Linked DNA regions of Pan troglodytes: all the other regions are linked to region 1. Evidence: chromatin contacts called from public Hi-C data. All regions are on one chromosome and are shown on one strand. The core of a region is the stretch at or near the end of the contact, and the rest is flanking DNA. Distances in the headings are between cores, read along the strand shown. Region 1 holds the start of CNP (2',3'-cyclic nucleotide 3' phosphodiesterase). Region 2 holds the start of DHX58 (DExH-box helicase 58). Region 3 holds the start of KCNH4 (potassium voltage-gated channel subfamily H member 4).

Region 1 (3,466 bases), core at 233-2,732:
CTGGGATTACAGGCGTGAGCCATGCCGCCCGGCCGTGTGATTTCTTTTCTATCGATCTCAGGTCCCTTGACTGCAAACTCAAATCAACGGCAGTGCGCATTTTCATGATGTCTGGATGGGATAAGCTATACAGCCCTCACGTGATGCACAGGACGGAGCTGGGCTCAGTCAATGATGGTTCCCTTTCTCTGCTTTTGGAAAGGTGTGCTGTCAACACCAATTTAAAGAGCTGGCAAAAACAGTCATTCTCAGGGCCTTTCTCTCATCTGCCTCTCAAAAGCACAGGCCTCCACAGAGATGAACAGTTTCTTTCTTTTTTTTTTTTCTTTCTTTTTTGGAGACGGGTCTTGCTCTGTCACCCAGGCTGCAGTGCAGTGGCTGGATTTTGGCTCATCACAGCCCCAACCTCCTGGGCTCAAGCGATTCTTCTGCCTCAGCCTCCGGGTAGCTGGGACTACAGGCGCCAACCACCACGCCTGGCTAATTTTTGTATTTTTAGTACAGACAGGGTCTCACCGTGTCGCCCAGGCTGGTCTGGAACTCCTGGCCTCAAGGGATCTGCCTGCCTCAGCCTCCCAAAGTGCTGAGATTACAGGCGTGAGCCACCGCATCCGGCCTGACATGAACAAACTTTTATCTTTCTTCCCGCTTTTCTCTTATTTTTCAGAAGCTTCACTGTATGAAGATAGAATAATAACAAGAGAGAAGGACATGAGGAGAGTGAGAGATGAGCCCGAGAAGGTGGTGAAGCAGTGGGACCATATTGAGGATGAGAAAGAGACAGATGAGGACGATGAGGCTTTTGGGGAAGCTCTGCAGAGCCCAGCAAGCGGAAAGCAGAGTGTGGAAGCAGGAAAAGCCAGAAGCGATTTGGGAGCAGTTGCCAAGGGCCTGTCAGGAGAATTAGGCACAAGATCAGGAGAAACAGGCGGGAAGCTACTAGAAGCTGGCAGAAGAGAGTCAAGAGAAATTTATAGGAGGCCTTCGGGAGAATTAGAGCAAAGACTCTCAGGAGAATTCAGCAGACAGGAACCAGAAGAACTAAAGAAACTTTCAGAAGTGGGCAGAAGAGAGCCAGAAGAACTGGGAAAAACACAATTTGGAGAAATAGGAGAAACGAAAAAAACAGGAAATGAGATGGAAAAGGAGTATGAATGAAGCCATCGGTAGAGATGAGGATCAGGAAGCTGGTGTTCAGAGGGATCATGGGATTTTATTAAACTGGATTTTCAAGCGATTTATCTGTTATAGGAAAAATGAGGGTTTTACTTCTGCTGCTTTCCATCACTATTTTGCCATTAAATAGGTGTCTTTCACTCTTGCAAACCCTGAGTCTGTCACTTTGCCTCTTCACCCCTGCCCATTCTTGGAAGAGCATCGTGGAAGAAATGAGAAAGGTGCCAAGAAGAAAGGGTTTCAGGAAGGTGAAGATACGGGCGCTACAGGGAACAAGAAGTCACAGGGAGGAGAGGGGAAGGCCTGGGAGGAGAGGTGCTTCCCACACACCGGTGACTGACTGAGTCCCTCCAGTGCGCAGGACAGCGGGGAGGCTTTATGGATGGAACAATGGTGGGGCGGCCCCAGCTGTCACAGGTAGGAGAATGCCGCAAGCCAGAACCAAGCGAATGCTGGGAGTGAGGCCAAAGATAGGGGAGTGGCCTGGGAGTCGGGAGGGCAGACAGACTCCGCCTCTGACACCTCTGGGTGGCATAATCAGGTAAATCAGGCTCTCCAAGCTGGCTTCTCCTCTGAACAATGGGATACCTGCCTCAGGGGTTGCTGCGAGGACTGAGTGCTTAGCACAGCACTTGGACAGGAAACTCAAAAATCCAACGGAGCTCTCAGTGGTTTCACAGAGGAGGTGGCAGCTGAGGATCTGCCCTCAGAGGATGTTAGGATTTCACTCCGTTACTCATCTGTCCCTTTGACCATTGCCATCCTGGTCTGTCTCCACAGCTCCTAGAAGGAAAGGTCGGGGCTGAGACTGACTTTTGGCTGGCACAGGGCCTGGACGAATGAGGCCAGTGAGGCATTTCAGATGCAGAGTTTACCGGAATGCCAGCAAATTGCATGATAATATTTTAATCCAATGTGGTAAAAAAAAAAGTTTTTAATTAATGCAAAAGTCCATGATGAATAAAATATCAAAAATTAAAGACAGGATCCGACTTTGCACGACCCTGCCTCACTCACTTCCTGCTAATCCACGGGACCGGGGAGGGTGACTGAGTTACCCCTCAACACGCAGAAAAAGCTAGTGGCCGCTCAGCTCGCAGGCGCAGTGGGTGGGTGCGCGTGGGGAGCAGGCGCGCGCCGGGGGCGGGACCGGGCCGAGGTTCCCGCGCGCGGCGAGAGTTTCGGGTTTTGGTTCTCAGCGCCTGCGCGCAGAGGAGACGGCCCGCCCCCAGCCCGCCCGGGTGCCCGCTCCGCCCCCCGGGCTATGTAAAGCGGCCGGGCTCGGGTCGTGCCACCGCTGGACTCCCGTGTCCCTCCGCGCAGGCGGGCGGCCCCGGAGCGCTGGTGCCGGCAGAGGCGGCGACGGCGGCGCCCCTCCTCATCATGGTGAGAGGCCGGGCGGGGCCGGGCACGGGGTAGCACCAGGGCGGGAAACGAGTGTCGGGGCCCCTCGGGAGGAAGCGTCTTGCAAACGAGGACCCGGGGCTCCGGGTTCGACTTCCAGTTTTCTTGGTACTCAGGGCAGCCCTGAGGTCTGGGAGAAGCGGAGGGGTTTCGGGGTGCCGGAGAGGCCGCTGGAAAGGGAAACGGTGGTGTTTCTCAGGAGGGAACTCGGGACCGCAGAAGCTGCTGCGCCTCTGGGAGCCTGGGTGGGCCTGGGCCGGGAGCCCGGGAGCTGCTCCCGACCCCACGCAGGCCCGCGCTGGGGCAGCCGCTTCGGCGCCCCCTCCCCGGGCCCAGTCTCATCACGCGGAACCGCTGCCCCGCGCCCGGGTGCGGGCGGGAGGTGGAGCCAGTTCAGAGGAGGGGACCCTTTACGGTAAAAGCTGCCGTCCCTTGTGGCATCTAGAAGATAGGAAAACAAGTGGCTCCGAGAGGCGCTTCTGACACACAGCACAGCGGCGGGTAGAGCTGGATCCTAATTGCAGGTGCCCAGTGCTGCCCTGTTCTGGACAGGCACAAAGACCACGACTTTGTGGGGGCCGGGAGAGGGTAGAGGAGGAGGTGGCAGGCTTGGTGAAAGAGGGCCTTTGTCCAGTGCTCTCCTGCCCTGCCCCCCACCAGCCCTTCTGTGGGACCATTGTACCCGCATGCCAGACAAGAGAGTATTATCTGTTGCGGCCATTGTTGGGGGAAGGGAGGCAGTCTTGGGGTAACCCTTCTCCGCTCCCCCCCCCCTTCTCTGTGCACTCAGCCGTGGCAGCTGTGGCTTGGCCCAGACACAGAGACCCCCACCTCCAAAGAGGACGTCCTTAGTAGGTGCCAAGCATATAAGAGTGAGGCCAGTCCC
Region 2 (3,405 bases), core at 279-2,778, 150 kb after region 1:
AAAAACTCCCAACACCTTGACTCCAGGAGGTGCCTTGGGGTTGGCGAAAGGAGGTACCCCAGATGCGTATCTTTTTCCTCCCGGCCATGGCCCTCACCAGTGAGCTCCACGTGCTCCTCCTCCTCGGGGCTGGTCAGTGCCATCTGCAGAAGCTCTGCTGTGCAGATGAGCAGGTCATGGCACCGGGCCAGGTGGCCAAAGCCAGCACGTGGTCCCATGTCCCCACTCAGGGTTGTCATGGTCCAGCGTCCATCCAGCATGCGCCTGAACTCTTCACCATGCTGGGTCACCAGGTGCACCTGGGGGTGGAGAATGAGCTGGGAAAAGAGAGCTGAATCTGGGGCCAGGGGTAGGGAGGAGGTAAGGTGACCCGCAGGACATGGCTGGGTACTGAGCCAGGGTGGAAAGACAGGTGAGCTTATCGATGGCCACAGCAGCTTTGGAGTTCTGGTGGGGACTGGGAGATGCCTGAAGAGCTGAGACCCTGCTTGGTGGTGGGGGAGCGGGGTAGGGACAGACCACTCACCCTGTTGACCAATACAACCACCTTGGCTCCATCCACAGTCTCTAGGTGCCGCTTGGCCACATAAGCAGCCGCCCGAGTCTTCCCGGCACCCGTGGGCAGCCAGATGATGATATTCTTGCCCTCCAGGGCAGGCATGATCACCTCCCATTGGTAGGGCCGAAGCTCCATTCTGGGAATGGCAGGGGACTCAGACCCACCGACTCCTCCACCCCTCCCAACTCCTGGCCAGATCAGTCGGTACAGAGACCTCCCTTTGCCCAGGACTCCACCCCACTTGAGGGAGGTGGGGCAGGACTCCCTCAGAACCCATCAGGACCCTGCTCTGCCCAAAAGAGGGAGGCGGGAGTAACACAAGCTACACCTGCCCCCTGCCCAGCCCAGGTCTCACCTGCTCTAGTAGGTAGGTCTGCCCAGGGCAGTCCCACTTAACTCAGCCTGGTGCCACTCTGCTCAGCTCGGAGACCCAAGATGGAAACTGAAACTGAGGGAAGGAGACAGCTGAGCCGAATTAGGAATCTCCCATCCCCCCCAGGAAAAAGAACCAAGAGAAAAGAACCGTTTGTGCTAACAGTCATCGCCAACTGCCGTGAGTACAAACTCTGGGAAAGTACTGCTGCTGCGCCAGCGCCCTGGCAGGCATGATCACCTCCCATTGGTAGGGCCACAGCTCCATTCTGGGAATGGCAGGGGACTCAGACCCACTGGGCCCTCCACTCATCCCAACTCCTGGCCAGACCAGTCGGTACAGAGACCTCCCTTTGCCCAGGACTCCACCCCACTTGAGGGAGGTGGGGGAGGACACCCTCAAAACCCATCAGAAGCCTGCTGTGGCCAAAAGGTGGGGGGGGGAGGTGGGAGTAACACAGGCTACACCTGCGCCTTGCCCAGCCTGGGTCTCGCCTGCACCACCAGGTAGGCCTGCCCAAGGCGGCCCTGCTTAGCTCAGCCTGGTGCCGCTGTGCTCAGCGCAGAGAGCAGAAATCGGAAATGGAAACTGAAACTGAGGGGAGGAGCCAGCTGAGCCGACTTAGGAATCTCCTATCCCTGCCCCAAGAAAAAGAACCACGTGTGCTAACAGGGAAGCACTCTTTCAGTGCTACAGGATCCTCTACGCTCTGGCCCTTCTGCAGTCAGTTGTAACCACATCCACCCAGGTTAAGGTGAAGGCAGGAGGTTCTGACCCCTGCTGCCCTGGCATCTGGATCAGGAGCAGCCTGGAGGAGGGAGAGGTGGGGGGCTGCAGGCAGGTAGGACCCATCACCCCAGGAGCACAGGACCAGGCCTGAGGCTTGCTGGGGAGAGCAGCCTCCAGTTTGCAAGAGGTCCCTGGGGGCCAAGGTGAGCCTGCTAAGGCTGGGACTATACCAAAGAAACAATCACACAGAGAAATAAAAAGCTTTATTATTCCCTCTAAGGGATTAATGCCAGGGAATGAATGGTCCCCATACCCCCCACCCCTGGGGGAGACTGACAGAACAGTGCTGGACAAGGCATGGCCCCCTCCAGTTTGGGCTGAACTTCCAACCCCTGAAGCCATCACTCAAGCTAAAATGAGCAGTTCTGGTCCTCATGGAAACAGCCACCTGGGCCAGGCCCAGGAATCCAAGCCTCCAAAGCTCTTGGGGACCAGGCCTGGGGGCCACCACGGCTGGGCAAGGTTCATCCCTGGCCACCAGCTACTCTAGAGGGGCTGGGCCCCAACCCAGGAGACCTCTCACACACAGTGAAGGCTGGGACAGAGCTGCACGCTTCGGGGTGCCTGAAGGTCCAGAAAGAGCTGCAGGATCGGGTCCGGAGGACCCTTGGCTGGAGTGTCTCAAGCTGAGTCGGGTCCGTGGGGCCAGGGCACCCCCTAAGGATCAGATCAGAATCCGAGGTGGAGACATTCCAGGTCAGGGCTGCGGCCCAAAGATGGGCCTACTTGTCAATGAGCCCTCCCTCCTTGAGCTTGAAGTAGAAGAACTTCTCCAGGGCGCTGGCACAGCGGCAGTACTCGCTGTCCGGGGGGTTGTACTCGCGACAGTTGGCGATGACCCGCTGCAGGTCGGCCACAAAGAGCTTCCGGGTCACGTAGTAGCGGCTTCGCAGCCGCTCAGTCATGGTCTTCAGGTCTGGGGCAGCAGGAGACGGAGCACAGCTTTAAAAGGCTGAAGACCACGGCAGGGCTGTCCACCAGGGTGGGCCCCCTGGGGCTGCAGGGCGCAGTGAGGGCAGGAGCAGGTGTGGGGACAGAAGAGGAGGGAAGGGGATGGAATGGAAGGTCCTCACCAATGGGAAAGCGGATGACCTCGTAGTAGTCAGGGGCCTCCGACTTCTTCACAGGCTCCATGAAGGGCCAGGCACTGGGGTGAGACTGGAGAGAAAAGCCGAGCTGGGGACAGCCCTGCTGCGCCCACTCCAGCCCGAGACCACTACCCACCCCACACTGCATCAAGAGGCCACAGCCATTGGTACAGGGGCCCTGGAAAGGAAACCTGGTCTCCCCACCTTGATTTGGGCCAGCAGGTTTTTGAGGGTTGTGTAGAGCTGGTCGGGGTCCTTCAGCTCCTTCCTGGGGCGAGAGACACCAAGTCTGAGGCTCCAAGTCCCTCTGCCCCACCCCCAACCCGGCTCCTTTGACACTCACCCCTTCTCCTTCCCCAATGGCTTCCAGCCCGTCTCTCCTGCAAAGTGGGAAGTGGGAGAATGTCTCTAAGAATGCCAGTCCACATCCCAAGCAGCGTGCCCCCACTACCCTGCAACTGAGACCCCTGCTTACGAATGCCAGGAACGCTCTCCACAGGGATCTGCCTCACGCCCTCCTTGAAGCAGCTGAGCCCCGGGTAGACCTTGCGGATCTGGGCCTGTTTGCGCTCAATCAGCTTCTTGATGATCTGAGG
Region 3 (3,098 bases), core at 290-2,789, 210 kb after region 1:
CTACTCTGAGAAGGTGAAATTTTTTCCCCACATTCACTTGGCTTTCTTCCTATTACAGAGTAAGCAGGGCAGAGATTCTGATGACACCACACCCATTTATTGATAGGAAACCAAAAGGCAGAGATTATCCAAACTCACAGATCTCCTTAGTGTGGGGGCAGACAGTGATGAGTGCTGTCCTCCTTCCCTGCCTTCCAGAGAAGGTCCACTTTTTAGCATTCTTGTAGCTGCTTTCAGGGGATCTGCCCCACTGCTCAAAGTCTAATGGGAGAGGGCATTGAGCGTATAGCTCCAGCAACCCCCAGCAGCAGAACCCAAGCTGTCTCCCTCCAGCTCCAATGGGTGGGAGGCCAGGGGGACTCCTGTGGGCCATCCAGGGACAGAGACTCAGCTAAGAGATGGGGCCTGTGACACAACCAGTCCTGGTGCTCTAGGAGGGATGACTGTCTGGGGGCAGGGAGGCTGATGGGGACACTGAAGGTGCCTGGGAGGCACTGGGCTCTGGGCACAGCCTCCTTCTTCCATCCCAGGGCCTGTTGCCCCGGTGATGGGCGCTATGGAAACAAGGTGGTGGGGAAGAGGGTAGGGCCCCGCGGCTCAGTTTCCGCCCTCGGGTACCGCTCCCCCACCATCCAGATCCCGGCCAGGGTTCCCGAGGGAATGGCGGGGTTGGGGGAGGTGAGGGCGGGGAATCTCTGGGTTCCAGAGTGGGAAGAGGGAATGGCGGGAGAAGAGGCGGGGAAGGAGTGATGTGGCTGTCCAAGGTGCTGAACCTGAAACCCAAGCTGCGTTGGGCGAGCTGGGAGTTCCCACCGTCGCACAGACCGCTCCCCTTCTCCTGCCTCACCCACCTTAGACACTGACGCCCCACGATTTGGGGGCGCGCGACCTCAATCCAAACTAGGTCCTGCTGAAGTCTGATCTTTTCTCCTTTTTTTCTGGAGGTAGTGGGAGCTGGAGTCTGTGAGTAGACCCCAGAATGCCCGGCCACTTTGCCCCACTTCTGTGTCTCGGATACCCCCATACACGCCCCCAGCACAGCTCTGCCCGAGAGTGGGCGGCTCCAAAGGCCCCTCCTCCGCTCTGCCGCACAAAGAGCCTCTTCTGCCTCGAGTCACACCCCCTAACCTTGGCCCCCGTGCTCTCGGCCCTTTCCCCTCCTCCCCTCGCAGGGCACTCCCCGCCCTGTTCCTGCACCGCGGCTTTGGGAGTTCCTAGACCCGCACCTCCATTCTCTCCCCTCGCCTCGGGTCTCACCATGTCCAGGAGATCCGAGACGACCCCGAGGATACTTGCCCCCCAGCTCGAACCTCAAGCCCCGACCTCCGTCCCACTCACGCGTTCCGTCAAAACGGGTGGCGATGGTGTCCAGGAAGGTGTTTTGCGGGGCCAGCAACCCCTTCATGACCGGCATGGCCCCGGGGCGTGGGTTCAAGGCGCGGCGCTGAGGAGCTTTCAGCGCGGCCGGGCCGGAGGGGGCGCGCTGTCGGAGGGGCCGGGGCGCCCCATGCGCCCTCCTGCCTCCTCCCCTCCCTCTTACTGCCGCTGCCGCTGCCGCCGCCTCTGCTCCGAACCCCGTAGCTCTCGGCTCGGCTCAGCGCCGTTTCGGTCCCCCCCACCTCCCCACGGGCCAGGTTCTTCCCCTCGGGCTCGGCCCGCACCCGCCACGTGGCCCCACACGGGGAGGGGCCGCTAGCGACACCCGCACCCCTCTGGGCAGCCCTCCTCCCAGAGGGGAGCGGCCCACGCGTGTCTCTCGGGGAGAGAATTCGGGGCACGCCCACCGGGAGGGGAGGCCTGAAATGATGGGCGGGGCTTGACTAACAGACCCGCCCTCTTCCAGGCTGGCCACGCCCCCACACGTGGTTCCCTGGCTGCTCCTTGTGGCTCCACCTCGCGGGTTTTCCCGCGCGCCGTCCACGCTGGGCTGGTGTCTGGTTCACAGTGCCGCCTACTGGAGTTGACATATTTCGCAGCACCCACAGGCCAGTAGCTCCAGTGTGAGATAGCAAGGGTTAAGAGGCTAGTTTGCTGGTAGAGAATGGACAATGGGAAGGCTTGAAACCCCAACTCTAGAAAGCACCATTCTTACCTCCTGCCTCAGTTTTCCCAAGACACCCTGGCGAACTCTGCCTACTGAGACACAGCGTGGTGGAATGAAAAGAGCTTTGGAGTCCACCAGGTAGAGTCCCAGCTCTAGACACGAATCGTGTGATATCCTCTCCAAGCTCACTTTCCTCATCTGTAAAATGGAGCTGATAATTCTTACCTGATGCAGTTACCGTGAGAATGTAATACCATAATGCATGTCTTTGGTACAAAATAAGTGTCTTGAAGGGCAGTTGCCTGCCTGTTTTCCCTCTTCCTACTGTCTTAATCCTCCTCTCTGCTGCCCTTCAAGTGGAAGAGAGTCTGGAGGCAAGTTTGGGAGAAACTACCTCTGAAAAAGATAGTTTCGAGGTGGGCAGAGTCATGGCTTGCAAATCTCCAAGGATGCACATGTGAACTTTGACCTCTAACTTCTCCAAGATGGAACCAGTACAGCAGCAAGAGGGACCAAAGTGAGACTAGACACAGGACTTTCTCACTACCTATGCAGAAAATTGAGGCAGCTGAGTTCTGTGGCTGAGGGTGGCTGCTTCCCACGACAAAACAGCTGAAGCAGTGAAAGTGGGAACCCTATGGGCAAGGAGGGCAGGCTAAATTCTCCCCACCCTCTGAGCTAGGTATTATCTGGGATGTTAGATTGCTAAGAAGTGCCACATTTTTCTGTGTCTCTACTTTTGTTGTTGTTGTTGTTCTTGTTGTTCTTGTTCTTGTTGTTTTTGAGACGGAGTCTTGCTCTGTTGCCCAGGCTGGAGTGCAGTGGCATGACCTCAGCTCACTGCAACCTCTGCCTCCTGGGTTCAAGCAATTCTCCCGCCTCAGCCTCCCTAGTAGCTGGGATCACAGGCGTGCATTACAATGCCCGGCTAATTTTTGTATTTTTAGTAGAGATGGGGTTTCGCCATGTTTTCCAGGCTGGTCTTGAACTCCTGACCTCAAGTGATCCGCCCGCCTCAGCCTCCCAAAGTGCTGGGATTACAGGCATGAGCCAT

Evidence for each region. A called contact is a pair of places that touch in the nucleus more often than the background predicts.
Region 2: a Hi-C map of stem cell-derived neural progenitor cells shows a contact between it and region 1, with 8 times the contacts expected there. The contact joins the promoter of DHX58 here to the promoter of CNP in region 1. A contact is called at or near these places in 4 of 7 Hi-C or Micro-C datasets (blood, induced pluripotent stem cells and stem cell-derived neural progenitor cells), 1 of 1 datasets of contacts at active chromatin or transcription factors (stem cell-derived excitatory neurons) and 1 of 1 other capture datasets (stem cell-derived neural stem cells).
Region 3: a contact with region 1 is called in a Hi-C map of stem cell-derived neural progenitor cells, with 2.4 times the contacts expected there. The contact joins the promoter of KCNH4 here to the promoter of CNP in region 1. A contact is called at or near these places in 1 of 7 Hi-C or Micro-C datasets (stem cell-derived neural progenitor cells) and 1 of 1 datasets of contacts at active chromatin or transcription factors (stem cell-derived excitatory neurons).

Annotation. Positions count from the first base shown.
Region 1 is chr19:26,176,027-26,179,492 of NHGRI_mPanTro3-v2.0_pri, reverse strand. It overlaps CNP (2',3'-cyclic nucleotide 3' phosphodiesterase), which reads left to right and starts at 1,482. Exons shown (of 4, transcript XM_054670897.2): 1 at 1,482-1,593. The coding sequence starts at 1,555. ODAD4 (outer dynein arm docking complex subunit 4) reads left to right here. Exons shown (of 12, transcript XM_024350311.3): 12 at 668-1,326. The coding sequence ends at 1,158.
Region 2 is chr19:26,029,457-26,032,861 of NHGRI_mPanTro3-v2.0_pri, reverse strand. It overlaps DHX58 (DExH-box helicase 58), which reads right to left and starts at 1,528. Exons shown (of 14, transcript XM_063798576.1): 1 at 1,398-1,528; 2 at 915-1,007; 3 at 527-695; 4 at 98-299. The coding sequence starts at 694. It overlaps KAT2A (lysine acetyltransferase 2A), which reads right to left. Exons shown (of 18, transcript XM_511500.8): 14 at 3,285-3,399; 15 at 3,153-3,189; 16 at 3,014-3,077; 17 at 2,795-2,879; 18 at 1,908-2,637. The coding sequence ends at 2,444.
Region 3 is chr19:25,961,495-25,964,592 of NHGRI_mPanTro3-v2.0_pri, reverse strand. KCNH4 (potassium voltage-gated channel subfamily H member 4) reads right to left here and starts at 1,539. Exons shown (of 17, transcript XM_063798575.1): 1 at 1,339-1,539. The coding sequence starts at 1,414.